Linked DNA regions of Mus musculus: all the other regions are linked to region 1. A link is a contact called in public promoter capture Hi-C data. All regions are on one chromosome and are shown on one strand. The core of a region is the stretch at or near the end of the contact, and the rest is flanking DNA. Distances in the headings are between cores, read along the strand shown. Region 1 holds the start of Micall2 (MICAL-like 2). Region 2 holds the start of Dnaaf5 (dynein, axonemal assembly factor 5). Region 3 holds the start of Nudt1 (nudix (nucleoside diphosphate linked moiety X)-type motif 1).

Region 1 (3,269 bases), core at 124-2,623:
TTGGGGTGGGGAATTCATAACCACAGGGCAGAAGCCTACTTCTTGCTCAAGATTCCGGCTTCCTGAGCAGAGCAAAGCTTGGCACAAGGGAGTCTGATAGCACCAGGCCTGGCTCTTCCTGACACATTGTGTAACACGAACAATATTTGTTTGTTTTTCCTTTTCGGAGCCTCAGTTTCCCCATCTGCACAGCAAGAAGGCTGGCTGAGGTGGGCTCCACAGGTGCTGCCTGGAGCCTCACTCAGCCCTAAGACCTCCCTGGGAAACACTCCCAGACCAGCCAACTCTGCATTTATGTACCATGTACAGGAGAATGCTTTCCTCTGAAGGGCATGGGCTGTAGGTGATCTTGTCCCATTTCAGGACTCTGGTCACCAGACTAACTTAGGTCCCTGTAACAGAGTCTGCCTAAGTGTTTGCTAAGTGAATAACTGATAGAACAGTTTGAGTTGTGGGCCAAGGTCCTTCAACAAGACAGAGCTGGCTTGCTTCCCAACTTCCTATGCCAAGACTCTTCTTCTATAGAAGGCTTTAGACCCAATCCCTGTCCTCTCCTACAACTTCCAAGGATGATGGCCCAGACTCCATTGTCTCCTGTCATTCTAAGGTGCTAAAAGGCTTGCGCTTCCCTCTTTGATTGCTTTCCCAAAGATGCCTAGACAAATTAGAGGAGGGGCAGTAATCCCACTAGAAGCCTCAAATGGCCCTGATCTTGGGGCCAGACCTCAGACCCCCAGGAGCTGTTCCTTTGCCCTTTCTCAGGGAGCTCGGGGAAGGCGGACGCTGCCCTGAGTCACCACTGACTAAGCCGGCTGGACAGCCCATGTCCTGGCCCCTGGCCCAGCTGCACTTGGTGGCCTGCACAGAGGCTACTTGACTGCCACAGCCTTGGAGACCACCAAATAGGCTGTACCTGCAGGTCTCTGCTCTACCCCGGGTGGCCCATCTGAGAGGGGTGTGTCTGAAACCTCCGACCCGGATCCCAAGGCAGGCGTGGCCTCAGTTTCCCGTTTGCAGCGGCACATCAGAGCCCGACAGAGGGGTTAAAGAGCACTCACATAAGGTCAGGCCGGTGTCGGTGCAAGATAGCGCAGAAGGCCAGGCCATCGCGGAACGAGGTGGTCATGTTGGTGATGCTCACGTCCCGGTAGCCCTCGCACTGCTGCCGGCACCATTCTTGCAGGGCCTTTATGGCGGCCATATGGGCGGCAGGACGGGCTGGCGGCTCGAGGAGCTGGCTACAGGCCCCTCTTGGGCCCGAGACGCGCAGGAGGCCCGGACCCGCCGACCACCAGCCGGGCTGGAAGAAGAGAACACCGGGAGACCGGCGCCCCACACACTCTTGACGCCTGCGAGGCCGCCGGCCCCGCCCCCTAGAGGCCCCGCCTCTTCAGACCCGCCCCCACAAGATCACGCCTCTTGAAGGCCTGGCTCACCAGCTCCAAGCTCCACACAGGCTCCTTGTTCCGGCCGCACCGCCCCAGTTTGGTCAGGCCACACCCACGCCCCACAAAGGGCACGCCCACATAAGACCACGCCCCCTCTTTCCTGGGACTTGAAGAATAGGGGCCCGGTACTCTGGGCGTTGGCTCCCGCCTTGGCCTTTAGCCATAACTCCCAGCAGAGGCGTCGGGGTTTTCTTTTTTTGTTTTCCTTGAGACCGGGACCAATGTAGCTCGCATTGGCCTCTAGCTTATTATAAAAGCAAAGATGACCTTGTGTTTCAGATTCCCCAGCCTCCACCTCCTTTACTGCTCTCGGATTACAGGCTTGTGCCCCACACCATGCCTGGTTTGTGCAGTGCTGGGTATGGACCCTGAGGCTTCCTGCATGCCAGGCAAGCATACCACCAGCTGAGCTACACTCCCAGCTACGGTTTTCTTTCTTACTTTTAATTCTATCTTATGCATATGGGCTTTGGTCTGAAAGTGTATCTGCACCCCTTGTGTGTCTGGTAGCCCGGGAGACCTGAAGAAGGCCCCTGCTCTTCTAGAATCGGAGTTGGAGCGGGTTGTGCTGCCATGTGGGTGCTGGAAACTAAACCCCAGGACTTCTGGAAGAGCAGCAAATGCTCTTAACGACTGACCCATCTCTCCAGTCCAAACCCGCAACAGCGTTCTTTTATTTTATTTTATTTTTTAAAGTTGAGGCCAAGCTGCCTAGTCTGCCTAACTCATCCTCCTGCCTCAGCCTCTAGAGTTGGCAGCCTGTTGACAAATGGGAAAACAGAGGCTAGGGTAGATGCAACCTCTGAGGAGTGTCCCTTTTCAGGGTCTACAAAGCTGTCTGGTTGGAAGCTGGGGTGGACCTTGCTGAGTAGTGTGCTTTCCCATCAGACAGATACTGGTCGTGATGGCACACACCTGGAATCCCAGCCCTCAGCGGGGAGAAGCTGGAAGATCAGAAATCCAAGCTTATCCCAGGATACATATGGGGTGCAAGGCTGACATGGGCGACCTGAGACCCTGTCTCAAACTTTAAAATACTGTCTGCTTTCCCTTCACCCTCAAGGGTGCCAAGCCAGCCAGAATAACCGCTCTACATTCACAGAGGAGGAAAGGAAGGCTGAGGGGGCACGCTCCAGGGGTCTTGAGACAGGAGACTCTTAGCCTCTTTCAAGTCTCTGAGGATGCCAGGGGTGATTAAGGAAAGTACCTCTCCCAGGTCCTCAGTTAGAGCCAGGGGCTGCCCTGAATGTTCTTTTGTTGTTTTGTTTTGTTTCTGAGACAGAATTTCTCTGTGTAGCCCTGGCTATCCTGGAACTCACTCTGTAGACCAGGCTGGCCTCGAACTCACAGAGAACCACCTGCTTCTTCCTCAAGTGCTGGAATTAAAGGTGTGCGCCACCTCTGCCCAGCTTTGTTTCTCCGCACCCTCAGGAATCTATATGTCATCAGATGGACCGGACTATGACAGCAACAGTGTGAACCGGCCCTTCCCAGCTGGGCCCCAGAGCTTGTCTAGGCAGGATCTTTAGGAAGGTAGGTGTTTTCCCCAAAATGGCATCTGGCTTGGAGCCAGGTGCCGTCTCTACCAGGAGTGAAAACAGGTTTTCCGTGCCCAAGCTGTGGGCTGGCATCAAGGAGGCACCTGGGTACAGGCAGCAGGTGTGGGGCTGGTAGGTGGGCAGCAAGATCCTCATCCCAACTCTGGAGGGCACAAGACTGCCCCTGGGATTATAGCCCCAACCCTTGCCCAGTGGAAGCAGCTGACCTGCCCGAGGGTTCTCGCCAGGAGGACAAAGTGCAGTATCACACCCCATTCAGCTA
Region 2 (3,484 bases), core at 809-3,308, 590 kb before region 1:
CTGGCATTGTTCTAGGTCTCTCCTGCCACTGGCCAGAGAGAGGGGATTCCCAGAAGACTTGCCCTGTATCTCTTGGCCATCGTGTTGGCCTCTCTGGGGCCCTGGCTCAGAAATCAAAGAAAAAGGAAACATAGCCCAAGTTCTGAGTTCCGGGCCAGTGTAGTTATTTTCAACTCTCAAGTCCTTTTCCTACTGGGTGTTGCTTGTGGGGTATTGAGCTGTATTTAGATGGAGGGAACAGGAAAGGCAAACTCATTACTGCTCACAGGACCTACAGGCCATCCCTGCTGGCCCATCCCAACCTTCACAGCAGCCACAGGCATCCTTAAAAGTGCAGACTTAGCTTTCAGTGTTCCACGTAAAGCATCTTCCTTGGCTCCCTGCAGAGAGACAAAGGCTATCCTGGCTGTCCTGCACATCCCCTTGTTCCCTACAAGACACTTCTCCTTCCCCTAAGAGGTCCCCTGGCCACAGACAAGCACCGTCAGCTTCAGCTGCCACGGCCGGCCACAACCCTCACATACTGGGATGCTGGGCTAAGATGAAGTTGGAAGGGCTGCTTCCCTGGGCTTGCCGTCTGCCCACCTAACATTCACAAAGCCTTTTCACGGCTTGCACATCTATGCCAAATTCCCCTTATGAGGATAGCAGCTAGCCCCAATATCTCAATCTTGACATCTGCAAAGATCCTACCTCCAGACACTCACACTCTGATGGACTAGGCTTAAGACTTTGACATACGAGTCCATGACACCTCTAACACCAAGCCTTTGCTTGGCCAGTCACCTCTCTTCACAACTCTTTTGCCACCCTAAGCAATTTTACATGGTTCCCCTAAAGCTTCCACGCCACATTCAAAACACCTAAGGGTTCACACCAATTTCCCACAAAACTAATGTCAACAACAAAAAAAGGCCAAATTTGTTACAAAACCCAACCCCTAACATTATAAGCCTGTTCTCAGATGTGACTCGTTTGGATGCCCAAGTCATGCAGCACTGAGTCAGGCCTAGGAAGTGCCCAGTGGGGGGTCCTGACCACTGACAATACCATCTCTGACCCCCTAAAAAAACACTTCCAGCCATCGAGCATACCTCATGTCTAAACTGAGGTCAGACCGTGTGGCAGATTCACACTTGACTTCTTCATGACCTCTGAGGAACCCAGTAAGGATCAGCCATATCTACACCATTAGAAAGAACCTCAGCTTAAGCTGCCCCTGAGGAAAGGAACCTGAAGGTGCAGGCTTGCAGAAGCTTGGCCACTCAGGCCAAGTTCCAGACTCAGGCACAGGACAGCCCCACTCTTGGCCTCGCCCCTAGCCATTTGCCACGCCCTAAGGCCTGCGTCCCACCTGTCAGCCCTTGTCTCAGGCACCTCAATCCTCACGCTTCACCTTACTCAGACCCCCACCCCTCCCTCGAGCTTTATGTCCCTTCCCCAAACCTGCACCCCACCTATTATTGAAACTTGTCAGCCAGCTGCGCGGCCCATGCCCCGCCCACCTACCCCCCCATCCAACCCACTACTCCTTGCCCCGCCTCCTTCCCGTAGACCCTTATTCTTCGCCCCGCCCACAAAACCAGGGCTCCGCCTGCCACCTCCTGCAATGCTCCCGAAGTCCACACCCCGCCTATTTGGTTCTTTCCCCTCCCATTATCCCTTATTCCCCTCTCTTTACACTAAGCCCCTACCCAAGAGGCCCGTGTCCCGCCTACCAACCCCCTCGTACCGCCCACTACCTCTTTCGCCCAAGGCCCTTGCCGAGCTTGCTGTCTTCTGCCTCGCCCTCAAGGTTCGCGCCCCACCCCAGACTCCCGGACCTAGCCAATTACACTTGCTTCTCTTAGCCTCTCTCGTCCTCCTGCCCGTCACTCCGCCCTCTAAGCCCTTTGCCCGCCCACTTCCCTGGCCCCGCCTCTCCCTTACTCCCTGCCCCTCCCCCAGCATCACTCCTAAGGGGCGCACACTCAGCCTCGAGCAACCCAGGCAGCCGGAAGTCTTGCCGTAAAGCGTGCTCGGACCATCGTACTAGCGCCGGTTCCCTTGGAGACAGGCAACGCGCTCAAGATGGCGGCGCCGGCGGAGGCGGAGGTGGCCGCGGCCCCGGGCTTAACCGAGGCGGCTGAAGCCGCGGAACTGACCCGCGCGCTAAGCCGCCTGCTACCGGGGCTGGAGACGGAAAGTAAGCTGGGGCGGCGGCGCGCTCTGGAGGCTCTGGAGCAGGTACTGGAAGAGGCGGTGCGGCCCGGCGCGGATTCCGCGGCCTTCCAGGGCCCCTGGGCCCGTCTGCTGCTGCCGCGCCTGCTGCGGCTTCTAAGCGATCCGGCCGAGGGCTGCCGCGCGCTGGCCGCTCACCTGCTCGACCTTGGCCTGCGCCGCGCCGCGCGGCCCCGCGACGCTCTGCCGCGTCTGCTGCCGGCGCTCAGCGCACGCCTGGCCCGACCTGAACTCGCGCGGCCGCCGCCGGAGCCCTGCGAGGAGCTGCGTCTCGCCCTCGTGCAGCTGCTCCACCTCGCCGTAGACCTGGGCGGCGCCGCGCTCGCGCCCCACCTGGACGACGCCGTGCGCGCCTTGCGGGCCGCGCTGCTCGACCCCTTCGCTGCGGTGCGCCGGGAGGGCTGCGAGTGCGCAGCCGCTCTGGCCCGTGCCACTCCGGGTGAGCGTCCTATCCGCTTCCCTGGTTACCTAGATGTCCAGAAACTGAACTAAAGTGGGCTGGTTCCTTCGTAAGGTCATTTCCGATGGGAGGGGGCACGAGACAAGAGATCTCACCATGTAGCCCTGGCTGGTGTCAAACATAACGCTGCTTCTACTTCAGCCTAAAGTGCTAGACTCTCAGACCTGTGTCACACCCATTTCATGATCATTTTTATGCTGGGTTATGGGACTCATGTGGGAAAGGACAACTCAACTCAGTTTCTTTACTCCAGTGTCTTCTCTGTCTCTGACACGGGTCACTAACTTCCTGGATGAAGGGAGGCTGCTTCTCGTTTATTTCTACCCTCTATCTACAGCCCTGCTTGATCAGGGCTTTTTCCCTTTTTTCCTTCTAGACTAGAGTTTGGAAAAGTTAAGAGGCCCTACCTAGTGTTTAAAGTCTTCCCGGGGGTAGGGGGGAGCCAACTTTGTGAAATAGGTGTATATATCCCTCCGGATGCCTGGAGCATAAGCAGCTCCCAGCACCATTGGAGAGAAAAAGTGGGAGCTGAGGCTAGCAGAGGCCAGAGGAAGGTTTGATGGTAGCCACAGAACAGGGCCCCATGCAGCTGTATCGCATAACCAGCAGCCTCCCTAATCCCACAGAGCACTTCCACATGCAATCGGAGTCCTTGATAGGCCCCCTGATGCAGACCATCTCCCACCAGCACTGGAAGGTCCGGGTAGCCGTTATCGAAGCCACGGGCACTGTGATCCAGTTTGGCAGTGGGAACTCGGTGGATGATGTCCTTTCCCACTTTGCTCAAAGACTCTTCGATGACGT
Region 3 (3,134 bases), core at 261-2,760, 600 kb after region 1:
ATTGTTTAGTTTTCTGGGGCTTTTTGTTTTGTTTAGAGAAAGGGACATAGTGCGAACCCAGGCTGTCCGCCAACTCCTGTGGTTTTCTTCTTTGTTCTTTTTTAAACATTTTGCTTATTTAATCATGTATGTGAGAGGGTATATAAGCAAGTGAGCACACGCCACGGCACATTTGTGGAGTCCACACAGCAACTTTCTGGTGTCAATTCTCCCGTCCACAGTGTAAATCCTGGGGCGAGAACTCAAGCTTGTCAGCCTTACCGGCATGCACCATTCAACCACCAAGCCAGTGGGTCACAGCCCAGAGTGAGAACCACTGCTGACTAACCCATCTTCATAGCATCACCACCACCCTGTGCTCCCTTCCCAACCCCCTACCTCTGCCCTTTTTTTTTTCTCTAGTACAGACATACCATGTAGCTGGGATGACCCTGAACTTCTAATCCTGCCTCCACCTCGTAGGCCTGCGGGGCCTGACTTTACTTAGCAGCTGTGTCCTGTACCCAGCCTGTGTCGTATTTCTGTAACTCTCATCTCTAAACCTACTTAGAAAGAGCCTCAAACAATGTCTCTAGGTAAGAGCTGCTCACTAGCAGTAGTCAGAGGAGCTGGGAGTCCAGCAGGTCCCACCTGCGCCTGTGGCATTGACGCGCTGCACTGCCACCTGACTCCAGGCTCCCGGAGCTGCCCCGCAGTCCAGCACCCGGAGACCGGGCCTCAGGATCTGATGCTTCTCATTCATCTCCAGGAGTTTGAAGGCACTGCGGCAGCGGTAACTCTCCACCTTTGCGGCCTTCACAAACGGATCCTTTAGATGCCGCGTGAGCCACAGGTGCTCAGCGCCGGTCCGGCCCCTGTAGTGACACACTGCTGTGTGTAACCTCCGAACCTTAAGGGGAACGCCTACCAGCTTCAGATGCCTGAAATGACGAAAAAAGAGTTAGCGGGTGGGCATTACACAGAGAGGCAAGAAAGTCTTGGTTCAACCTTTTTGTTTCTGCATATGTATGTGCGATATGCATGCACGCATGTGTATTAGCATGTATGTGCACATGTGTCTGCCTGTGTATGGGGGTCCAAAGTAGAGAAGGGACGTCCCCTTCGCTTGCTCTCTACCTTATGTATTGATGTAAGGTCGCCAACCTGCCAGTCTATCTCGCCAGCTTTCTCCAGGGACCCCTTTTCTCTGCCTCCCCAGCACTGGGGTTACATTTGGTCAGCACACATGTCCAGTATTTTGTAGGCTCTGGGGATCCGAACCCCAATCCTCCCGAATGCACAGCTTTATCCACGGAGCCCATACACCTATTTCTATGTTGCAAGCCTCACTCACTCACGTCTGTACATGAATAAACATCGTACACCCGTGTCCCGCTCCCCGGGACGGAGGTCGCCAGCACCCCTCTGCAACACAATTCACTGAGCTCCCTACTACTGTCATCCACTCCGTTCCTGTATGCAAAGACGTCCTTTTAGCGCAGGCAGACGCCGTAACTCACTCACCCGGCCATTGCTGCTTGCTGGTGGTTTCCTCCCGCCGCCGGAAGTCCCGCCCTCGCTTCCAACGCGAGGCTCCGCCCCGGGAAACTTTGGCTGGGGCGCGAAGGTATGGATGGTCCCGGGCGAATGAGATCTGGGTGCGGGAGAGACGCTGGAGGTCGGGAGTGGGGTGCCAGGGAAAATCTGGGGAGAGAAGGGGTAGAAGGACTAGAGAGCAGCTTCAAACCCACCAGGAAAACTGGGGTACTGGGCAGGCCTGAGGTCGGGAAGACCAGGGAAACTACAGAGAGTAGGGAGCAGAAATGAGAGGGAGAGGGGACCTGGGCGGTAAGCTGATGCATGGGCAGTTTGCAGCCTGTCTGTACCGGCCATAGCCCCTGGGAGGGGAGGCTAGGGAACGGCATTTGCAGAGTGCCCCCTGCAGGCAGGTTCTGGGCTCTGCACTCCATGTGCATTGTCTCCAACACCTGCAACACTTGACCTCAATTCAGACCAAAGGTTGTCCAAAGTTCCCTGACACACATCCGATTTACCACCTATCACAGCTACCAGGACACCCTTGTTTGCTTCTAGGCTCTGCCATTTGACCTCGGAGCACTAGTTTTCGCCTCAGAAACGAAGAAAGTAAGTCTTAAACTCTGTTCTTAGTCTTTTTTTTTTTTTTTTTACTTTTTTTATTAGGTATTTTCCTCATTTACATTTCCAATGCTATCCCAAAAGTCCCTCATACCCTCCCCCCCACTCCCCTACCCACCCACTCCCATTTCCATTGCAAAGGGAAACAGTATGGGGACTCTGTTTGAAGCAATGCCAATCAACAGAGCCATAGCCACACCCATTCTACCTGATTCCAATCTATGTCCTCACTGCTCATTTCACTGAGACAAGGAGCTGAGCACGCTGGTGCACGCCTGTCATTCTACACTCAGGTGGTTGAGCGGGAAGATTGTGAGTTTAAGTCCAGAATGGAGAACATGGCACAACTCTGTCTCGTTTAAAATCCTTGCAAAACAAATCACTCATCTGTATGGAATGTGAGGACATTTGTCATCACTCCCTACATGAAAACAATTTACATAGTTTGCATGTAAAGTGGGCCGGAGGATGTCTGTAAGTTACAGGCAAATATGCCATTTCAAAGAAGTGATTTCATCATACTTTAATCCCAGTATCCATGGAAGGGTAAGGTATCCTGGTATCTGTGGATATGAAAGATATCCTGTGGATATCCTGTGGCTATGAAAGACAGCTGTATACAGCCGGTGCTTAATAAGAGATGGCTGACTTTGCTGAGTCAGGAAGCCAGAGGCTCAGGCACAGGCAAGTCAGAACACAGGCCAATGCTAAGCCCACTTCTTCTCCTGACTTACCTCAGCACCAGGCCTAAGCTTCCGGGTCCCTTTTCTTTCCCTTTCTTCTTATTCTGTTTTTAAATTTTAACTTATATTGTGCACATATAGGGTTGTTGGATTTTTTTATTCGAGAACGTATAGGGTTTTAAAAATATTTATTTTGGGGGGCTGGTGAGATGGCTCAGCGGTTAGGAGCGCTGACTGCTCTTCCAAAGGTCCTGAGTTCAAATCCCAGCAACCACATGGTGGCTCACAACCATCCGTAATGAGATCTGATGCCCT

What was found. Promoter capture Hi-C pulls out the DNA fragments that hold promoters and counts their contacts.
Region 2: a contact with region 1 is called in a promoter capture Hi-C map of liver, with 2.2 times the contacts expected there. The contact joins the promoter of Dnaaf5 here to the promoter of Micall2 in region 1. A contact is called at or near these places in 4 of 39 promoter capture datasets (3T3-L1-derived adipocytes, erythroid cells and liver), 1 of 484 Hi-C or Micro-C datasets (CD4 T cells) and 2 of 115 datasets of contacts at active chromatin or transcription factors (bone marrow-derived macrophages and embryonic stem cells).
Region 3: a contact with region 1 is called in a promoter capture Hi-C map of hippocampal neurons, with 4 times the contacts expected there. The contact joins the promoter of Nudt1 here to the promoter of Micall2 in region 1. A contact is called at or near these places in 7 of 39 promoter capture datasets (the 3T3-L1 cell line, 3T3-L1-derived adipocytes, cranial neural crest and 4 more), 8 of 115 datasets of contacts at active chromatin or transcription factors (bone marrow-derived macrophages, embryonic stem cells, fetal liver and 5 more) and 2 of 9 other capture datasets (embryonic stem cells and liver).

The regions. Positions count from the first base shown.
Region 1 is chr5:139,734,960-139,738,228 of GRCm38.p6, forward strand. Micall2 (MICAL-like 2) reads right to left here and starts at 1,374. Exons shown (of 17, transcript NM_174850.3): 1 at 1,059-1,374. The coding sequence starts at 1,201.
Region 2 is chr5:139,148,177-139,151,660 of GRCm38.p6, forward strand. It overlaps Dnaaf5 (dynein, axonemal assembly factor 5), which reads left to right and starts at 2,059. Exons shown (of 13, transcript NM_001081265.2): 1 at 2,059-2,659; 2 at 3,307-3,484. The coding sequence starts at 2,071. It also overlaps a transcript of Prkar1b not described here.
Region 3 is chr5:140,330,350-140,333,483 of GRCm38.p6, forward strand. It overlaps Nudt1 (nudix (nucleoside diphosphate linked moiety X)-type motif 1), which reads left to right and starts at 1,511. Exons shown (of 5, transcript NM_008637.2): 1 at 1,511-1,606; 2 at 2,074-2,124. Mrm2 (mitochondrial rRNA methyltransferase 2) reads right to left here and starts at 1,549. Exons shown (of 3, transcript NM_026510.1): 1 at 1,504-1,549; 2 at 631-920. The coding sequence starts at 1,511.